Linked DNA regions of Mus musculus: all the other regions are linked to region 2. The links are chromatin contacts, called in public HiChIP or PLAC-seq maps. All regions are on one chromosome and are shown on one strand. Each heading gives the region's core, a stretch centred on a gene start, on an enhancer-like site or on the middle of the called end of the contact. The rest is flanking DNA. Distances are from core to core; before and after follow the strand shown. Region 1 overlaps Sipa1l3 (signal-induced proliferation-associated 1 like 3). Region 2 overlaps Actn4 (actinin alpha 4). Region 3 overlaps Sipa1l3 (signal-induced proliferation-associated 1 like 3).

Region 1 (2,839 bases), core at 278-2,777, 570 kb before region 2:
ATTAAGATAATTCAGAATAAGTTTTTACATCATCTGGGTTGGGCAGTGTTAACACTTAGGTCCCTCACTGTCTTTGTAGAACCTGTTTGTTCCACCACCAGTTCCCCTGGACTGGTTCCCAACCCTGTTAAATTTCTCTTAATCTTTTATAGGGAAGAGCATCCTCTCTTTCTCCTATCTTGGGCTGTGTGTGTGTGTCTGTGTGTGTGTGTGTAGGTTTGCGCATATGTGCGAGGGCAGGGCACCTAGTATCTTTATTTTTCTCTTTTATTTCCTTAAGACAGGGTCTCTCTTTTAATTAGAAGCCTGAAGTTTTGGCTAGGCTAGACCGGCTAACTCTCAGGGATTACAGGCACACATTATGTGGCTTTTCTGTGGATAGTAGAGATTTGATGATCTTAGGTCCTCATAGTTGTACAGCAAGTGACCTGACCCTCTGACCCTTCTACCCAACCCCGCACTTTGGCTTTTACTTGCTTTAACCCCTAGGCTGGCCTGGAACTCAAGACTTTGCTGCCTCAGTCTAGGATTACAGGTTATGCCACCATATCTGTGCTTTCTGGCAGCTGACCTGATGAAGAGAGCTGCGTCATTTGTTCTGTATACAGGGAAGTCTAGAGTGGACCGTGCTTTCCCTGTGTTTGCTGTAAATGAGTAGCTGGGTTTACATTTGTGCACACGTGTACACCTGAAGACCAAGTGAACTTCAGCTTTGATACACAGCAGGTGTACACGTGTGCACACATGCTCACATATGCACATGCACGCATTGTTTTGGCAGGAAGGGCATGGCCAACTCCTGGTGTTGCGGTGCCTGTATCCAGTAGGTACCATGGAGAAGTCCATTGTCTTCTGTGTTAGTGGCCGTGGGTGACTGTTGCCTAGGTCTGTTTTGTCATTGGCGGTCTGCCAGCATTGTGACATTATAATATGCCCTCTCCATCTCGCTGGACTTGTGCTGGAAGGAGAAACCACATGTATTATTCATCCCCACTCCCCTGCCCCCTGGGGTCTGGCTCTTTTGAACCTTTGCTTACATTAGAAATGAGGACTGAACCAGCAGCCTGGTTTCTAATCTGCACAATCTGGAACCGTGATTACAATCTTCCTGAGGGTTTTATGTTCGTTCCTTCGATCTTTACAGGACCTTGATACTGCACACCCAGATACTCGACCCAGCTGTCCCCTGGGCAGGTGTGGTTACCCCAAGCCTCACCTTTGGCCAGGTGGGACCTTTGGTTTTGCCAGTCAGCCGGCATCACTAAGAAGAAACTCTAGGCTGTTGACAGTACCCATCCCCCACCCCCAATATGTTTTCTGACTTTGGGAGTCTGTGAGGGTCTGCCCAGGAGCCAAGGTTTCATTCTTCCTACTTGGGTCAAGAGGCTTCTGAGTATTGTGCTGCTTCTGAAGAGGCTTTCCAACCTGACAGAACAATGAAGGGCTCTGCTCTGGTGGAGAGAGGCCATTCCTGCTAAGTGGCCTGGCCAGGGGGAACTCTGACCCTGGGCTCGTTATCTGGGTCATGGATTCTTTAGAGCAATAGCATGCTTAGAATCATTTGGATGCTTTGGGACCAGTTATGCATTGTCCTACCCAATCCCCAAGAGCCTCTTGGCTTCTAGAGAGTGGGAGGGGAGTGTTGGATGTGCAGCGAAGGGCCGTGTATTAATCCATTGGGTTGTTGACATATTTCGTAAATATTCCTTGAGCTTTACAAATGTTTCAGGACCTGGGGACAGAGCCCGAGGTTTATGCTCAGGGCGAGGGGTACAGATAACCAGGAGTAAATGACTAATAAGGTAATGGCAGGGATGAGTAACACTGGGAAGTCATTAAAGCAGAATGGCAAGGGACACACTGGGGGTTGGGGGGGGTGCTTCCCTCTGGCCAGGGTTGGGACACATCCACTGAGGTGGACCGCCCTCATAAAAGTCAGCTGAAGAGCTTTTCTCACAAGAGCAGGTGCAAGGTCCTGAAGCAGGAGTGCTTTTGGTGTGGCTGGAGCTGGAGGAGGCAGCAGAAGGGCCACGGTGAGGGCCTGGTGGAGTGTGTGAGTCGCCTCTCCTTTGTCTTCTGGCTACCCAAAGAAACACCAAGGAGGGGCTTTGAGGCAGCCTGGGCCAGCTGAAGGGGAAGGTACAGTGCAGGGTCAGAGTGCTGGCTTTGGTGCTGTGGAGGTGAACTTGACGGGGAATTGACAGAAAGGGTAGTGAGAAGGGTAGAGCATTATCCAGAGAGTTCAGACCTGGTTTGCGAGTAATGCCACTTAACACAGTAACCACAGCCTCCATGCCTCCCCCCATCCCCCACCTTTCCAAGACAGGGTTTCTCTGTGTAGCCCTGGCTGTCCTGAACTCAGGCTGACCTTGAACTCACAGAGATCCCCCTGCCTCTGCCCCTTAAGTGCTGAATTAAAGGCATGCACCACAACCACCAGGTATTCCCAGTCTCCTTTGACATGGGTTGATGTGGTTTCTCACATCAGTGTACGCACGCACACACACACACACACACAGACAGCCAGACACATAGTGGATAGCCTTCATGTAGGGCTGGCTTCAGACTTGGTATCTAGCCAAGATGGCTTTGAACTCCTCATCCTCCTGCCTGCACCTCTCTAGCCCTGGGATTACAGGCATGTGCCACCTCCTGGCTTCATATACTCTTTATTTCACCCTTTGCCGAGAAGGGGCATTGAGCCCCAGAGAAGTGATGCTCTCTTTACTGTTCACTACTTGGGGCTGGAAGTAGAAGCTGCTGGCTGTGGAGAGACCCATTTCTCCTTCCCTTCAGCCACAGCCTTCAGTCTACAGTGTCACCACAGCCTGTGGAGAAT
Region 2 (2,997 bases), core at 341-2,840:
CCCACAGGCGGGAACCAGAACCTAGTGCTCCCACAGGGTGCCAGGCCCTTCCTAGGAGTAGTCTTTCTCTTACTGTGGGTTTCTCTGGTTTGCTCTTTGAGTGCTTGTGCGCAATACACACACACACACACATATACACACACACACACACACATATACACACACACACACACACACACACACACACACACACACACACACACTCCGAGGGAGAAGTCAGCACATGGTAGATATTGGGTACCTTTATAAACTGGGATGAATGAATGGAGTCTGGCAGAGGTTGAGAGCAGTGGCTCGTTGGTTTGTTCTAGGGGCTGCTGCTGGAGAAGGGCCTGCCTCCTGGGATGACTTTTAGGATTCCTGCAAAGCCCAGCTGGTTTCTTTCGTTCTCATATGTATCTTTTCTTTCTCTTTTTTTTTTTTTTTAAACTAAAACCCCAAGGTCTTTATGTAGCCCAGGCTGGCATATGTAGTCCTCCTATCTCAATCTCTTTGATGCTAGGGTTTCTCATGAAGGAGCCTGTACTTACTCTGCTCGTGTTGTCCTGTCAGCCTAAAGAGCCATGCCTCCCAGTGGCCCCTGCTTGTCCTGGCCCTTCTCGGGGAAAGCACCAGGTCTCTTAGAACCTAGCCGGGACTTGCTGTTCAGTTACAGTCTGAAGTGGATTTCCTCCACAACCCTCCCTGCCTTAGCCAGGTCTCCCCACCAGGTGTGGGTGGGGGAGTGATAGAGCCTCTTGGTCTACAGGCCGGTCACCCCTGCCCCTGTCTAAAAGTCACATAGATATAGTTGGACTGCACCTTTGTTTTGTGAGTCACTGGTCATGATCTGTCATAAGTTGTTATTTATTTCCTACTTTCAGAGCAGCTTTATCGGGTGTCACCTGAGCAACCTAGACTAGATTGGATGTGGGGTCAGTTAACAGTTGTGTTGAAATCTGTCATTGTGCCCATATAAGGCAAACTCCTTGGGTTACTTTTTACCTTGGCATAATCACAGGAATGTCAAGGTAACCAGGCTACCTCAGGAGTTCTGAGTCTCACCTGGTCACCTGACTTGCCCTCCCTTCTCCATGACTCACCTACGTAAGCCCAGGCACAGGCGGGCAACACACGCCGTCTGGGCTGGGAATCTGCCTGAGGGTCAGAGGCTGCCATTGGGTTAGTGTCTTGGGGATCTGATGAGAAGCAATGTAAAAAGTCTAATGGGGATTGAAGCAAGTTGTGACACCCATCTTGGCTCCAGGGGCCTCCAGGCCCACCAGTAGGCAGCTCCTTCAGTACTGGAACCTTTCCTGTAAAACCAAAGACAGCCCCACACACAGGGAAGGCTCGAGAATCATGAGTCATTTCTATAATTATGTTATGGCGAATGTAATACCCCACCTAGTCACAAAAACCACCTCTTGTTGGCTCCCTCAGATCCAACCCTAGTAGCTTTGAGGGTGGGTTGCAAGGATACAAAGCTCCCCTTTCCATTGTCTTCTCCTGTTGAAATGGAACCCACACCCGACCATGCCCAGTGCCCTGTCCACTGTTCTGAGGGTAGCTGTGTGCTCTGCCCCAGAGTGCTCATTGCTAGCTAGGGCCAGGCTTAGAAAGTGTGTGGGCAGTACAAGCTAGGGGGAGAGTCTGCCCTGTCGCTCAGCCAGAGCAAACAGTTTCACCGTTTTTTAATGGAGCCAGCTGTGAGTCAGAGGTTTCAGTCGCTCCCTGCTGGTTCCTCCTAGTCCTGTAATTACTGACTATAGAATCTGATTTTGGCTTTTCTTTTTTAAAATTCTCCCCAGACACCATTCTATTGTTGGTGTAGGTTTTACATCCTTGGAGTCTGAGATAGACCAGATATGTGTGCATTGGTGGGGTGACTCCCAAGCCTAGTGTGTACCTCATAGCATCTCTAGACCAGGGATCAGCCAACACCTCTTCATAGGAGGCTGGGGCAAGATTGGATAATTCCGAGTTCCTCCAGTTGCCTCTTGGCCAGGGTTTCTGGTCAAAAGTCTCTCCTAGGTTGATTGGATTCTTTCACTCTCACTTAGTGCTCTCTGAGCCCCTGCTGTGTGCCAGCCTGAGGGGAGTCATTCTGGGGCAACACCAGTTGACCTTGGACTCAGGCAAAAGATTGATGATGCAGGTATGGACTCCTGCATTCCCCTAAGGCTCTAAGCCCTCTTGAGACAGACCCTCTAACCCCAGGCTCAGAGGACAGGACACCAGTGAAAGCAGTGTTTGCAAGACACCTGTACTTGGCTTCTGTATCCCCTCAGGGTGAGACCACAGATTGCTAAACTCATTTTTCTATACCCTGGGCTTTATGGGCCCACCCTCCAGGTCAGTCTGCTTCTGTAAGAGAATGCTGTGAACTGGAATCAAAATATTCCAAAAAAGGAAAAGGTCACTGAGTTTCAGTTGCAAAGGTGAAACCAGTCCAGTTAACAGTCCTCTTGTAGTTGGAGAGCCCAGTATCTGGGTGCTGTGAGTACCAGCAAAAACATGCTACCTCCTGCCATCTGGAGGAGGAGGAATGGGATGGCTTGCTCTGGTCCCCATGCCCTGATGTCCTGGTTTGTAGCACTTGCGCGATATGGGAAGTTCCCTGAGTGGCCTGGAACAGAGGTATGGTGCCTGCTTAGACCACGGCCCATCAACACCGTCTGATTTCAGCCCCCTCTTGTCTGGATGAGCAAGGCAAGGCACTAGGGAAATTGGTCCATACTAAAATCTTAATTCTAACACTGGGTCGCTGGTACCGGTTAGTGTTGCAAGCCACTGTGTCCAGGTCAGGATCAGCTGCCTTGTCTATCTTTTTGAAGGATCAAGGTTTAACCAGATATTCAGTCCCCCACCCCCACCCTCACCAGGAAACCTGAGCTCAGCTGTAAGCATTGAAGATGAATGGGCTTTTTGTCCTTGGCGCTAGCTCCCTGTCCTCCAGGTGAGAAGGGCAGCCCGAGGACCTTCCTGGCAGAATGCCAGGGGAGTGGGTGGAGCCCT
Region 3 (2,959 bases), core at 180-2,679, 520 kb before region 2:
TCAGATTCTAGAAGTGACCTCTTGTGGGCAGGTCATCGCTGCACTGTGGCCCACCAAGCCTAGTTTGCTGTGACCTCTGCCCACCACCCATCCTAGCCCAGTCCTGTAGGACTCTGCACCTGCCCTCTGCATCCTGACCCTCTGCTGTCCTATGCGTGACGTTTACTTTCTCTTCCTGGGCCACTCCTTTTTGTCCATGGGTTCTCCTTCCCTTAGTCCTCTGACCAGACTAATGCCAACGCCTCCTTTAGATCCCCCTCACACAGCACTCCAAAGGGCCTGCTTCCCCCTCCCCCGCAGCCCAGCCTCTTCTCTGAGCTATGAAACCTGCATCGTCAGGACCCCACCTCTGTAACGTCAGCCCCCTAAAGGCAAGGTCCAAGCCCCTTTGGTGAATGGCGTAACTGTTTCCCAAGATGTGCCTTACTTTAACTTGGACGTGGGGAGAACCGACATGATCACAGAGGTAGAATACCCCTTTAAAAGTGGTTGGTTGGTTGGTTTGTTTGTTAATTTCGGTACCTGGCTTGAAAACAGCCTTGAGCATGCTAGGTAAAGCTGACCTCTGAGCTTTTTCTGAGCCCCCAAGGGTCTTTTATCCAGAGTGCTTGAGACCAGAAATGTTGCAGATTTTGGAATATCTGAATATATGTGAGCTATCTTCTGAGTGGAAACCAAGTGTGAACACCAAATTCACTTCTGTTTGAAATACCTCTTGATCCAAATAACCTGGGAGCCGTTTTATGTAACATAAGCACGCCAGCGTTGGCTGCGACTTCAGGTCAGGCATCGGATTGTCCGCGTGTGTCTTCTCAGCACTTTTTGGGAGTTGAAGAATTTTTGGATTAGGGTTGATCTTACCACTGACAGTCACATAATAAAAACAATCACCTTTATGAGTTTCCTTTTCCTTTGCTTTCTTTTTATGTTCCTTAGCCTTTGGGTTGCAACCCTTTGGGGATCAAATGATGCTTTCACAGGGGTCACCTAAGACTATGGGGAAACAGATACTTAAATTATGACTCCTAACAGTAGCAAAATTACAGTTATAAGGTAGCGATGACAGTAATTCTATGGTTGGGGGTCACCACCATATGAGGAACTTTATTAAAGGGTCACAGCGTTAGAAGGGTTGAGAATCACTGCTTTAAAGTGTGTGTGTGTGTGTGTGTGTGTGTGTGTGTGTGTGTGTGTACACAACATGAGTGTGGTGTCCAAGGAAGCCACAGAAGGACCTCAGGTCCCTTGAAGCTGTAGTAGTTGGGAGTGGCCTGATGTGGGTGCTGGGACCTCGGTGCTCTGAAGGACAGCAAGTGCTCTTAACCTCCGTGGCATCCCTCCAGCTCGAGTGTCTGTTCTTCTCAGTGCCTCACTCTGACTCAGATCCGGGCTGGCCTCAGATCTGTACTGATCCTCCTGCTGGGATTCCAGGTGTGAGTCACTACATCTGGCCACCTTCTGGTTTTACTTCGTTATTTCTACCCTGCCCTCATATATGGACACATGTGGCCACTAGAGGACAGCTTTGTGGAGTCAATTTTGTCCTCCTCTTTTACATGGATTCTGGAGATCAAACTCAGGTCACTAGACTTAGGTGGCAAACACCCTGAGCTGCTGAGCCATCTTGCCAGCCCATAGTTACCTTTGGAATGGCTAATTCCCAGTAAGTGGAGCTTTTCATACACCACCTTCAAGTGATTCCCACTCGGCAGCATACAGTGATGAGGACCCTTATGCGCTGAGTCATAAGTGCTAGCTGCTATGTTAAATCACTGTATCATTCCGTTAGATCCACACAACCAGCCTCAGAGACCAATAATAGATTCTGTCCCCATTTCACAGTTGAGGAAAGGGGAGAGCAGTGTCCTACCAGCCCCGTCTCACTGCTGTCTTTTCTCCCTTGGGTGGTGGTGACACAGCCTTAGATAGTGTCTTTTGGCCAAGGCTCACATCTAGTGTAGAGCCTCCGCAGTCAAGACCCAACCATCATGAGGCTTTGGTTGGTTCCAAGTTGAGTACCAGCTTGTTGTGTAGTGTGCATTTTATATATGTACCAGAGCCATGATTCCAACCTTTTGTTGAGTACCTAATATTTTCAAGCATTGATAATTAAAATCTATCTGTGGAATTTGTATATTTTCTTGTATTTTTGCAGTGCTGGGGAGCAAACCTAAACCCTTGTGAAGGTAGACAAGGGTTTATTACTGTATCCCCAGCTTCCCAGTGATAGAATATAGGCAGGTGCGCAGCTTACACGGGAAACAAAACCGTGGCTGATGGGGATTGTGGCAAGTAAAATGTGGAGGGGAGGGGAGGGGAGGGCAGAGGAGAGAAGAGAGCCAGCAAACACTGTTGGGTGGGTGAGTTGTCTGGAAGGACAACCCACACACAAAACCAGTAACCATGGCTTCCTCTGGTCAGCACCATTCCATTGGTGGATTCCAGGTAGGGTCTCTACCATTTAGCCACGCCCTCCCCCCCCCACCCCACCTAGCACAGTTTTATATCACTTCATGCTTGATAAAGGAGAAAAAGTTTAGGTGCTTTTTATCATTATGTGAACACAGGCACAATATCAAGTGCTGACATTAGGTGATGGCGGTTTTAAGGGTCTGTTGTGCACATGGTTCTTCATTGCCACGTCGGGATGCAGCCTCTGACTGTACAGTGGAGAGTCACCCTCCAGTCCCTGTCTGCCAGCTGCCCAAGCTTGTCTTCCACATCTACCAGTTTTGTGTGTGGGTTGTTCTTCCCGAAACTCACCCACTCAACAGTGTTTGCTGGCTTCCTCCTCCCCATGGCACATTTTCCTTCCCACAATCCCCATCAGCCGGGGTTCTGTTTGTAGCATTTCTGCCACCCCAAGTCCAGGCCCTGAGTTTCTGTCCTTAAAACTGCCTCTTCCTGATATCCTGAACCCCACTCCTCACCTCTCCCCATCCCATTAGCTGCTCACGGT

What was found. HiChIP or PLAC-seq counts read pairs in DNA pulled down with a chosen protein or histone mark.
Region 1: a contact with region 2 is called in a FOXA1 HiChIP or PLAC-seq map of pancreatic cancer cells. The contact joins two enhancer-like sites. A contact is called at or near these places in 1 of 39 promoter capture datasets (pre-B cells) and 1 of 115 datasets of contacts at active chromatin or transcription factors (pancreatic cancer cells).
Region 3: a CTCF HiChIP or PLAC-seq map of the NIH/3T3 cell line shows a contact between it and region 2, with 6 read pairs. The contact joins two enhancer-like sites. A contact is called at or near these places in 1 of 15 datasets of contacts at CTCF or cohesin (the NIH/3T3 cell line) and 1 of 115 datasets of contacts at active chromatin or transcription factors (pancreatic cancer cells).

What each region holds. Positions count from the first base shown.
Region 1 is chr7:29,495,194-29,498,032 of GRCm38.p6, reverse strand. The region is part of intron 2 of Sipa1l3 (signal-induced proliferation-associated 1 like 3); the gene reads left to right. Among named protein-coding and RNA genes, the nearest start is that of Sipa1l3, 8.8 kb to the left of the region's middle. Within about 2 kb of position 1,527, at least 47 of the 459 cell types and tissues checked have an H3K27ac peak or open chromatin away from gene starts, as enhancers often do. A contact at or near this core is called in pancreatic cancer cells, where this site is marked.
Region 2 is chr7:28,929,539-28,932,535 of GRCm38.p6, reverse strand. All of the region lies in intron 1 of Actn4 (actinin alpha 4), which reads left to right. Gm38978 (a long non-coding RNA gene) reads right to left here. Exons shown (of 2, transcript XR_881921.2): 2 at 412-2,997. Among named protein-coding and RNA genes, the nearest start is that of Gm38978, 3.6 kb to the right of the region's middle. Within about 2 kb of position 1,590, at least 152 of the 459 cell types and tissues checked have an H3K27ac peak or open chromatin away from gene starts, as enhancers often do. A contact at or near this core is called in the NIH/3T3 cell line and pancreatic cancer cells, where this site is marked.
Region 3 is chr7:29,448,836-29,451,794 of GRCm38.p6, reverse strand. All of the region lies in intron 2 of Sipa1l3 (signal-induced proliferation-associated 1 like 3), which reads left to right. Among named protein-coding and RNA genes, the nearest start is that of Sipa1l3, 55 kb to the left of the region's middle. Within about 2 kb of position 1,429, at least 29 of the 459 cell types and tissues checked have an H3K27ac peak or open chromatin away from gene starts, as enhancers often do. A contact at or near this core is called in the NIH/3T3 cell line and pancreatic cancer cells, where this site is marked.